3 separate regions of the Sus scrofa genome follow, and regions 1 and 2 are each linked to region 3. A link is a contact called in public Hi-C data. All regions are on one chromosome and are shown on one strand. Each heading gives the region's core, a stretch centred on a gene start, on an enhancer-like site or on the middle of the called end of the contact. The rest is flanking DNA. Distances are from core to core; before and after follow the strand shown.

Region 1 (3,609 bases), core at 667-3,166, 51 kb before region 3:
GCATGAGTATAGTAGCCGTGGGGGCAGCGGGGGCCCCCCACCCGGCCCTCCTGCCCCACAACACGGCCCCTCACCTGTCGGCCCCCCACACAGCTGGCAGGCTGGGCCTGGCCTCTCACCCCTGGCCTCCCCTGGACCCCTGGCTGGCTCCTCAACTTCACTCTCCGCACTTAGTGCCCGGCCGCCCCCAGACTCGTCGTCGCTCAGCCCGTAGGGAAGCCCAGGCCTGGCCCCCAGAGAGTCTCCTGGTGAGACAGATGAGAAGAAACATCAACACAGGGTAGGACCAGGCTCGAAACTCCCTTTCTCACTTGTGGTCTCCCCACTTGCTTGGCTCCACCCTTTTCTTCAATTCAATGGTCCTAAAAATTGAACATGAATTATCTACCTCCAAGCCTGTACTAATGTAGTGATGACAGAGCAGAGTTGTACATAGATCCACTGAATGGAAAAAGACCAAGGGTTCACAGTGGATCACAGACTGAAATGAATCAATAACCAGTTAGGTAATTAACTGATTCTTGGGATAAGGAAATAAAAATAAATACACAAGGCAGAAGCCTGAGACCTTTCTCTAGGCCCTCTGTCAGTAAGGACTCTCAGTTTTTATTTCAGAATCAGCTCCATACTATCTCAAGAGGCAAAATCTGGAGGAAAGAGGAAACAAAATAATGCATGTAACATCACTCGTAAGCCTAAAGGATAGGATTTTTCTCTTCTATAGGTTCCCCAATGACTTTCAAAAACATTCTTCATAAGTGGCATTGGTGGATAGGTAGTGTAGCAAATTAAGATGGGGTGATGATAAGATTAAAAGGAAGAATGTGGGAGGATACTTGAGGGTAGAGACTAAAACCTCAATACAAAAGTCTGTGCTGTGGATGAAAGAGAATAAGTACTAGCTTGAATGAGGTTGCTTCCCTGAACACCTTAAAAGTAAACTCTCATAAGGAATGGGCTCAGGAGCAGGACAAGGTTATGAAAAGGGCATTTGCTTTTAACCAGTTGTTTCATGTGACTCCTCCACTGTCCTGTTCATACTACCTTTGGACCAGGCCCCAGAACTTCACCTCAACAAAGTGATGGACCATTAGGCAAACGAAGAACTCTAGCCCCAAACTAAACTAAACCCGCTCGGTAGTGGCAAGAAACGGTGTCTTGCTCACTGGCACTAAACTCCAACCTGCCTCCTAAAGGCTGAGGTTCCAGCGGTCACTAATCCTTAACCAAGTCTCCCAAACCCACCTTCAGAGTCTCTCTCGAAGCCCATGAGCTGGTCGCTGTTGCCGTCACCTTCCTCCTCTTCCTCTTCCTCTTCCTCAAACTCCAGATCCTGGCCTAGTAGCAAATCACTCTCCAACACCAGGGCCCCGGGTCCTTCGTCGAGGGAGTCTTCGGTATCCACTGAAGAGGCGAAGGGGCTTGTAGATTCTCCCTCGGGAACCGTGCCCATCATCTGCACCCGGGGTACCAGCCCTCGCAGACCCTACTGCCCGCACTCGTAGACCCTCTCGGGTTCCCTCAGTACCTCGATGGGAAGCAAGGAGTCCAGACCGCCCACCCCATCCCTCAGGAATCCCCCCTCCACCCAGACCTGAACCCACGCCACTGACCCCACCCCCGCTCCTCCCCACCTCGCGGCCTTTGACCCCTGACCTTTGACCCCCTCGCATTTCACGGGCTGCGGGTGGCTTTGCTTCCTTCGGGGCATCGTGACCGGCTCCAGCCCGACGCGCCTCCGGCCTGCGGCCGTCCGGCCCCGCCCCTCCCAATCCTGTCCGCCCGCCCTTCTTCTCAGGGCCCGCGGGCCGACCCCATGCAGCGGCGCGGGCCCCGGGCTGCCCCCGGCCCTGGCCCCGGTGCCCAGCTCAGGCCGCTCCCGCCGCCACCGCCGCCGCGTCCATTCATGGAGCCCCCTACCCCCCCTACGGAGACCAGCTGGTACCTCCGTACTCGCTTCCGCTTCCGCTGCCGCAGAGCCACACGGGACGCGTAGTTCGCGGAAGGCAGAAGGGGCGAGAGCGTCCGCAGCGTGACCAGGAAGTGATTGTGACGAAAGGAAGCGAGCGAGCCAATCAGGGACCTGATGGAACAAGAAGGGCAGGTCAAACCCTGCCCCTGCCTTTGGTCTTTAAGGGCCGCCAGGCCGGTTCCGACCCCTCCCGGGAGGAACGAGGAAGAACTCATTCCTGACTGCAGGAGCCGGGGACGATGTGCTGCGACGCCAGAATTGTAGCTCAGGGAGTTACAGTGCTCGGGCCCCCTCTCCCTCTCGTGCACACACACCCCAGGCAGGCAGGCAGGCAGGAGCACACACACCCACCCACATCCACCCTCGCACCCACACAGGGAAGGGTAGGTAGACGCTACCGCTGGAGGTCAAGTAGGGAGTCGGGGCACCCTGGGCGGGTGGGCCGGACAGGATGGCAGCGGAGAAAAAAGGACACCACGGGCACGATTAGGTTTTGGCCTTTAGTCTGAAAAAGTGTTGATTGAAAGTGTACAACAGAGAGCGGGTGCAAGCGGCTGGGGGCCATGGAGCCGCCAATAAAAAAGAATGTCCTTAAATAAAGTTCACAGAGTAAAAACCAGAACCACCAGTCCTTCCCTCCAACACAACGAGCACAGGCAGAGAACCGGCGATGAGCCCCAAGGAGCAAGGACGAGGCTGGGGAGGACAGCAGAGGCTCCCAGGCTGCTGTGTGGAGGGAGAGCCCTCTTTGGAATGGGCTGAGCAGAGCCACCCAGCTCCCCCTGCACACCTCATAACCACCACTGCTAAGGCTAAAGGAAAAAGACAAAACTCAGTCTCAGTCCGGAGGGCTCAGAAAACAGTCTAGGTGGGCAGGGGTCTGGACAACTGCTAGTCCCGCTTGGCCTTCTTCTTGTTGTCACTGTTGCCATTTTCTTCAGCCCCCTCAGTAGAGAGCACCTCCTCCAGTTTCCGCTTGCCACTCTCTGGCTGAAGCTCTGCTGTGTTTCGGGGCTTGAAGCATATGATGATGCAGGTCATGTTGTCACACCCTGTACCGTCCCCAGAGGTGTCTGGTGCCAGGCACTGATCCAGCAGCTACAAAAGGGATGGGGTAGCTCAGCTTCAGCGTTTGAACACCTTCCTGGGAACCTAAAGTCCGACAAGAGGGCTGGCCTTGCCGAGACAGGACGGCAGGAGGAGGGAATGGGCAACAGGTATCACAAAACAGACCACCTGCTAGACCATGAGGCCTAAAGATAAATCAGGGAAATGAGGGAAAGTGGAACTTTCTAGTCAGAGTTTAGTATGTCAGTAATTAGTGTAGAGTCTGGTCTTAACTCAGGTCTAAAGAGAAAACCTTGGATACGCAGACCAAACACCCTCTCCTCTACCGGGGGACTTACCTCTTCCACGATGGATGACAATAACCGAAGCTCCCCATTTTCATCACGCTGGCTGATCTTGGACTGAATAAAGTCTATAACTTCCTGGCTGCTCATCACATTCCTGGGGTCAGAAACAACACTCAATCTCCTTTAGTCCCACCAAGGCAGAGTAGACAAATATGAATAGAGGTGACAGGTGGCCCGGACAACATAAACACCCACAGACACTGTCAACTCTGTCTTAGGCTT
Region 2 (3,128 bases), core at 385-2,884, 37 kb after region 3:
AACCAGAGTCAGAAAATAGCCACACCACCCCCTTTAGCCCCCTTCAACTCTTGACTAAATCATGTTGGGAGGGTTGAGAGCTCCTCAGGGATTGTTGCTGATTAACTTCTTATAACATGTTGCCCAATCCTGGGCACTCAGCCCTTTCCTGCATCATGACATCATCTTATCCTGAAAGACTGAAGGAAGATTTCACTTCCAATTATTCCATTAGGGTAAAGGAATTTTAAAAATACAGATTCAGGGAACAGTTTACAGAGCAATGAGCGCACCTCTCTTGTATTCTAATTTCCTTCTTTTCTCCTAATGCCACGTCCTCTGTGAAGCCTTTCCGTTTCCCATAATCAATCAATTCTTCCTTCTCTACAAAGGGACCTCACAGGACTGTTGTGAGGATTAAATGAGGTAGGGATCAGAAAAATAGCTAACAAGCACCACAGACTAAGCACTCTGCTAAATGCTTGATATGCATTATCTTATTTTATTTCATAACCAAGTAGATGCTGTTACGATGCATCTTTTACAGATGGAGAAACTAAGGCATGGCAAGGTTAAGTAATTTGCTCAAGTTTACAACCACAGTTTAAGTGGCAGAACCAAGATTTAAATCCATGTGTGTCTGAATCCATAATCCACAATCCTAACTTCTTTATTTATGTTGCTCTGGTACATGTTAAACATTCAGTTATGACAGATATTCTTAGCTTTCATTTTGTCCTTTGAAGTGTGAACGTCCTTCTCTCTTGTCTATCAGTTTTCATGCTGCTTTTCTGTCTACAATGTTCTCTTGCGTGTACTATTTCCTTTAACTGTTTCCCCTAATCCCTTAAAGCTGAGATTATCATTATTCCTGTTTTCCAAGTGTATAGATCCAAGACTGGGTGAGTGCTCGGAGAGATGGCTAAAATCAGGACCATCAAGACACTTACTAAAGTAGGATTCGAATTCTGGTTTCCTAACCGCAAAACTCAACCCCTTTCTTCATTAAGTTCTAAGGTTCCTCCCCCAGGGCCCAGCTTCTTCTGAGTATGAGATCTTCAGCATCAGAACGAACGGTGGCCGTCTGCCCTCCTTTAAGTGGGGCTTGCACCTAAAGTGCTTATTTAAGGCGGTGTAGATTTATGTTCGTTGTTCACATGTGCGCCTCTCCCTCTAGTATGAGCCTCTTGCAGGCAGAGGCAACAATTGATGTAGCTCTGGATCCCTAAAGCCCCAGCACAGGACCTGGTACACAACTGATTCGTTAAATGGAACGAAATGAAAGCTACGATGGTCAGTGGTCCATCTCGCCTACTCCATCCTCCATCGACGGAGCAGAGTCCGTAGCACCGCTATGGCTTTTGGTCTTCTGCACACAGTAGGCGCTCAACGTTTTTAAACTTCAGTCCCTCACTTTTCTTGGGACATTAAGGAGGGCGGGGGAGGGAAGAGGCACGCGACTCCTCACCTGAGGGCTCAGCAGGGTCCTCAGGTGCTTCAACTGCATGACGAACACCTGCCTCTCAGATGCGGACAGACGGCGACAACTCCCGTGGTTACCTGGACAACCCGCCACGCAGCCGCAGCGGCAGCCGCTGACGCAGAAGCGACCAGCGCGCCAGGCGCGCGTCGCAAGGTCACCACGTAGATTTGCCGCGAAGCAAACAGAACGTGCGCAGGCGCAATGAGATCGAGGGCGGGACGCCCGAGAGGGCTGGAGGAATGCTCTCCCCGACCAATGCCGTGGTGGCGTGCAAACGCAAACTCAAGCCACGCCCACGAGCCTTCCGCAAACTCCGGCGTCGTACGTAATCGTGGGCGCTCTTGCTCTTTGATGTACGTAAGCGTGGCTGAGTGCGTTCTTTTAATCCTCGCAAACCTGGAGGAAAGCTGGGGCAGTTGGTGTGACAGGCGTTTGCCAGTGGACACGCTTGAACACCAGTACGTTATGTAACTTGCACGGGCTCACAAGACTGATGATGATAGGTAACACGGACTACTCAGTGTGTGTCTGCCAGGTACTGTGCAAAGTGCTGTGCTCACAGTATCTCATTTAATCTCAGAGCCACCTTTGGAAGGGAAGAGCGTTATCAGTCCCATTTTACAGGATCAGAGGGGTCACTTGCCTAAGCTAACACAGTGTGAAAAAGACGGAACTGGATTCAACCCGGAGCTGGAGTATTTAAGCACCCTTGATATTCCTATTCAATTTCTAGTTCCCTGTCTTTATGCCATGCTACTGTACCCCGTGACACTCCCTTCCCCAGAAATGATGATGTGCCCAGAGCCTGACAGGTGAGTGCTTTGGAACCAGTGGCCAGAGAGAGGTAAGGTCCCCAACTTCTGAACTGGGAAACTGGGTTAGAGACTGCTGCTTAGATCAGGATGCTTTTATGGTTCAGGGCAGAGGGCAGAGCATAGCTTCGAGTACCTGATAGGTTCAGTCTTGTGATAAGGGGTCGGAGTTTGGTTTAGTACAAAAGATACTGACTTCTTGATCTTTGTTTGGATCGGGGTCCCTTTCAGAATTGTTGGTCTAACTTCTTGTAACATAACAGAGAGATCGAGATGCAGAAAAGGAGAGATTCAGACGCCTCCTCTGGGAGGAACATACGTTGAGAACAGTGTTACCTTCCAGACAGTGCAGCATCTGCTGTCCAGATGGATTCTGGGTTCTGAAGCCTTTCCCCCATAGTGGTTGCAGATGTCAACAGGTATTTCTTTTTCACTGACACAAACCCCTCTTGGAACTTAGGAAAAAGTAGGGGACAGGCCCTATTTTCACAGGACACAAGTAGGCCCCAGAGCCCAAATTATAATTCTTTTGACAGGAGAGGTCCAACCCCAGTTTTATTTCCAGAATCCTCTTCTGGATATAGTGGCAGAGAGTGAATAGGAACTCATTTATACTTTACAATTATTATTGACTTTGACCAAATGAACAGAAAGACAGACAGAGAGACAAAAGGGAAAGCAAGGGCAGGGAAGAATAGGCACAGAAATGCACAGGAGAGGAACACTTGGCACCCAGGGATCCATTAGTATAGCTGCTCTTTCATTTGTCCCAAGACACACCGTTCAGTCCTTTTCTGAAAATTAGCTCAGGGGTGATGGAATTCATGGTGAGGAATGGGCTGCGGATGTGGACA
Region 3 (3,579 bases), core at 307-2,806:
CCAGCAGCCACAGCAGGAGGAGGTGACATCACCGGTGGTGCCCCCCTCTGTCAAGACTCCAACTCCTGAGCCGGCTGAGGTGGAGACCCGCAAGGTAAGGCTGTGTGGATGTGCAGGCCTCTGCGTCCGGGGAAGGGGGAGAGGGCGTCTCAAAGAAGCCTTTGTCGTTGAGAGGAAAGAATGTTTCCGCTCCCTGGCAGCCGTGTCCTGTGGGCCGGAGAGGCTTCCAGCTCTCGGGGTTCCCTCCTCTAGTGACCCTCTGTCCCCTCTCCCGCAGGTGGTGCTGATGCAGTGCAACATCGAGTCGGTGGAGGAGGGTGTCAAACACCACGTAAGGCTCGGGGCCGGGGCGCGGAGGCCGGGGCGGCGGAGGGGGGGTCGGCGGAGCCTCGTGGCCTGACTGTCCCCTTCTCCAGCTGACGCTTCTGCTGAAGCTAGAGGACAAACTGAACCGGCACCTGAGCTGTGACCTGATGCCAAGTGAGTCTCCTTACCCTCAGAGGATGGGGAGTCCGTGAGCCTTATCTGCCACGGACACATTCGGGGGTGGGGAAGGCGACCGGGCAGTGACAGCTCCACTGCTGTAGAGTGAATATCTTAGCCCCTGCAACTGGAGGGTGGCCCTGACAGTCCTGCTTGTGTCCTTCCTTCCCAGCCAGGGTCACCCCGCCGGGGCTGTGGCCAGGGCCGCGGCCCCGCCTCGGGCTCTGTGCTCACGCTCTCCCGTTTCTCTGTCAGACGAGAACATCCCCGAGCTGGCGGCTGAGCTGGTGCAGCTGGGCTTCATCAGTGAGGTGAGGCGCTGCCCCCCGCGGCCCGGCCGCCGCGCTGTCCCCGCCGTCCCCTGCGGCCGCCTCACCCAGCTCTCTCCTCTAGGCCGACCAGAGCCGACTGACCTCCCTGCTGGAGGAGACCCTGAACAAGTTCAACTTCGCCAGGAACAGCACCCTCAACTCAGCCGCTGTCACCGTCTCCTCTTAGAGCTCCTCGGGCCAGGCCCCAACCTGCGCTGTGGCTGTCACCAGGCGCGCCGCAGCCCCCGCCCCTCCCCCCAGTCAGTATTACCCTGTGAGGCCCCTCTCTCCTTTGTTATTCAGGAGGGCTTTGGGGCCCCCTGGTTCTGAGCATCACCCTCCCTGCCCCTCCCCGTCTCTTCCCTCCCTCTGCACTTTGTTTACTTGTTTTGCACAGACGTGGGCCCGGGCCTTCTCAGCAGCCGCCTTCTAGTTGGGGGCACGTAGCTGACCTGCCGGCTCCCGCCCAGCCTGTGTGGAAAGGAAGCCCACGGGCGCCGGGGGAGCTGCATTCTACAATCCCGCTGGGGCGGACGGGGCGGGAGAGAAGGGTGGTGCTGCAGTGGTGGCCCTGGGGGGCCATTCGATTCGCCTCAGTTGCTGCTGTAATAAAAGTCTACTTTTTGCTACCGCGTCGTGTGTGTGTGTGTGCGCGTGCGCGTCGTATGTGTGTGTGTGTGTGTGTGTGCGCGCGCGCGTTGTGTGTGTGTGTGTGTGTGTGTCTGCGCGCGCCGTCCCCACTAGGGGGCGCGGAGGCGGGCGGCAGGTGCGCTGGGCGGGCGGAACTGGCCGGGCAGCGGGGGCGGGGCCCGGGCCAGGTAGGGCTGCCCCGCGGCGAGCTCCAGCGACGGGATGAAGCGCTGCCGCCTCTGCACTTTCGGTAATTTCCGGCCCCTCCGGTGGCGGTGGCGGGGTGGCGGCGGCGGCGTGCTCCTCCGCGCCCACCCTCGACCCGCCCCAGGGCCCCTGGTGCCCTCGGTCCGCTCCGGCTCAGGTCTGCCCCTCCCCCCCTGCTTTGCAGACGCGGACCGCGGGCCCCCGCGGCTCATGCGCGTGGGCCTCGCGCTCATCCTGGTGGGCCACGTGAACCTGCTGCTGGGGGCCGTGCTGCACGGCACCGTCCTGCGGCACGTGGCCAATCCCCGCGGCGCCGTCACCCCGGAGTACACCACCGCCAATATCATCTCCGTGGGCTCTGGGCTGCTGGTGAGCGCAGTAGGGACGGGCCGCGGGTGGCCGGGCGGGTGGCCCCAGAGAGCTGCGCGGGCCTCAAGTTTTTTGTCTTCCAGAGTGTTTCCCTGGGACTTGTGGCCCTCTTGGCATCCAGGAACCTTCTTCGCCCACAACTGGTGAGGGGATTTCTGGAACTTTGATGAGGAGGCCTGGAATCTGGGAAATGGGGGCTGACTCCGCTTTATCTGCAGTGGGAGGAGGTGCCTCAGAGAATAATCGAGGTGTCTGGTCGGTGGGAGAGTCTGCCGTCCCTGCCCCCCCAGGCTGCTCACCCTGATCTTCTGCCCCTGCCAGCACTGGGCCCTACTGGCACTAGCTCTGGTGAACCTTCTCTTGTCTGCGGCCTGCTCCCTGGGGCTCCTCCTCGCTGTGTCACTGACTATAGCCAATGGCGGCCGGCGTCTTATTGCTGACTGCCACCCAGGACTGCTGGATCCTTTGCTACCCCTGGACGAGGGGCATGGACACGCTGACTGCCCCTTTGATCCCACCAGAATCTATGTGAGTCTATTTTCTCGCCAGCCTTTCTGCAGTCCGCAGAGCCGGGGTCCTGCCTTTTAATTGTCCCTACTGTGCCACTCCTGCCTGCTCCCGCTAGTCTCCCACTCTCCCTTCACTTTAGGATACAGCCTTGGCTCTTTGGATCCCATCTTTGCTCATGTCTGCAGCGGAGGCTGCTCTGTCTGGCTACTGCTGTGTGGCTGCGCTCACCCTGCGTGGGGTTGGGCCCTGTAGGAGGGCAGGGCTACAGGAACAGGTAAGGAAGATGAACAGTAAGGGTTCATTCAACACACACTGAGTTGAAAAGATGCTGAATTATAATTCAGGGCTGCAGCACTAACCCCACCCTCTTCTGTAGCTGGAGGAAATGACAGAGCTTGAACTTCCCAAATGTAAAAGGCAGGAAAATGAGCAGTTACTGGATCAAACTCATGAAATCCGGACATCACAGAAAAGCTGGGTTTAGGGACAGGTAATGGACCAGGAGGATTGTAGCCTGGGACACAGGTGGTGGCCGGGACCACTCTTAGAACTGGGTTGAGCCCTTTGCTGTGCTGCTTGCCCTCTGATGCAGGCTCTCCCTTCCATCAAGCAGGTGCTGATCCGGAGGCTCAGTTCACAAGGGGTTTCCACTGACCCCTAGGATCTGATTCTATAGTAATAATACTTGTAATAAAAGAACTTCTTTTCTACTTGATTTTGATTCCTTTTGGGAGCAAGGGGCCCTGGGCTGGTGTTGGGGGTGGCCTTGATCAAAGACTGCAGTGGTCTCAGTTACTTGCCAAACTTTAATGAGGGATGGGACCCATCAACGCCACCAGCTACTGGAAGGAGAAGCTGGTGCTGGGCAGCCCCCCGCACCACTGACTGATGAACTTCAACACGTCTTGGCACACAGGGCTGTGGGATGTCTGTGAACAGAGAAAGTATGACAGGAACTCAGCCGTGCTGGCGAAAACATTCCCAATATAAAAACCAGCTCCGTCTCAGCATGGGGGGCAGGGTTCAGGGCCTGCACCTGCCTTCTTTTTTTTTTTTTTTTTTTTTGTCT

What was found. Hi-C and Micro-C count contacts between places; a contact is called where the count stands out from the background.
Region 1: a contact with region 3 is called in a Hi-C map of embryonic fibroblasts, with 1.8 times the contacts expected there. The contact joins the promoter of ZNF513 here to the promoter of KRTCAP3 in region 3. A contact is called at or near these places in 4 of 47 Hi-C or Micro-C datasets (alveolar macrophages, embryonic fibroblasts, psoas muscle and 1 more) and 1 of 2 datasets of contacts at active chromatin or transcription factors (alveolar macrophages).
Region 2: a contact with region 3 is called in a Hi-C map of differentiating spermatogonia, with 1.5 times the contacts expected there. The contact joins the promoter of IFT172 here to the promoter of KRTCAP3 in region 3. A contact is called at or near these places in 3 of 47 Hi-C or Micro-C datasets (differentiating spermatogonia, embryonic fibroblasts and mesenchymal stem cells).

The regions. Positions count from the first base shown.
Region 1 is chr3:111,769,713-111,773,321 of Sscrofa11.1, reverse strand. ZNF513 (zinc finger protein 513) reads right to left here and starts at 1,916. Exons shown (of 5, transcript XM_021087688.1): 1 at 1,657-1,916; 2 at 1,246-1,404; 3 at 1-245. The coding sequence starts at 1,711. PPM1G (protein phosphatase 1G) reads right to left here. Exons shown (of 10, transcript XM_005655254.3): 9 at 3,379-3,481; 10 at 2,454-3,070. The coding sequence ends at 2,864.
Region 2 is chr3:111,682,180-111,685,307 of Sscrofa11.1, reverse strand. It overlaps IFT172 (intraflagellar transport protein 172 homolog), which reads right to left and starts at 1,634. Exons shown (of 50, transcript XM_003354889.4): 1 at 1,448-1,634. The coding sequence starts at 1,486. It overlaps GCKR (glucokinase regulatory protein), which reads left to right and starts at 1,769. Exons shown (of 20, transcript XM_021087679.1): 1 at 1,769-1,920; 2 at 2,196-2,274. FNDC4 (fibronectin type III domain-containing protein 4) reads right to left here. Exons shown (of 7, transcript XM_003481268.4): 7 at 2,812-3,128.
Region 3 is chr3:111,718,222-111,721,800 of Sscrofa11.1, reverse strand. KRTCAP3 (keratinocyte-associated protein 3) reads left to right here and starts at 1,556. Exons shown (of 7, transcript XM_021087684.1): 1 at 1,556-1,674; 2 at 1,816-2,000; 3 at 2,084-2,143; 4 at 2,322-2,528; 5 at 2,650-2,784; 6 at 2,887-3,000; 7 at 3,124-3,220. The coding sequence starts at 1,647. The coding sequence ends at 2,994. It overlaps NRBP1 (nuclear receptor binding protein 1), which reads left to right. Exons shown (of 18, transcript NM_001244239.1): 14 at 1-94; 15 at 278-331; 16 at 417-480; 17 at 739-794; 18 at 877-1,423. The coding sequence ends at 981. IFT172 (intraflagellar transport protein 172 homolog) reads right to left here. Exons shown (of 50, transcript XM_003354889.4): 50 at 3,297-3,439. The coding sequence ends at 3,350.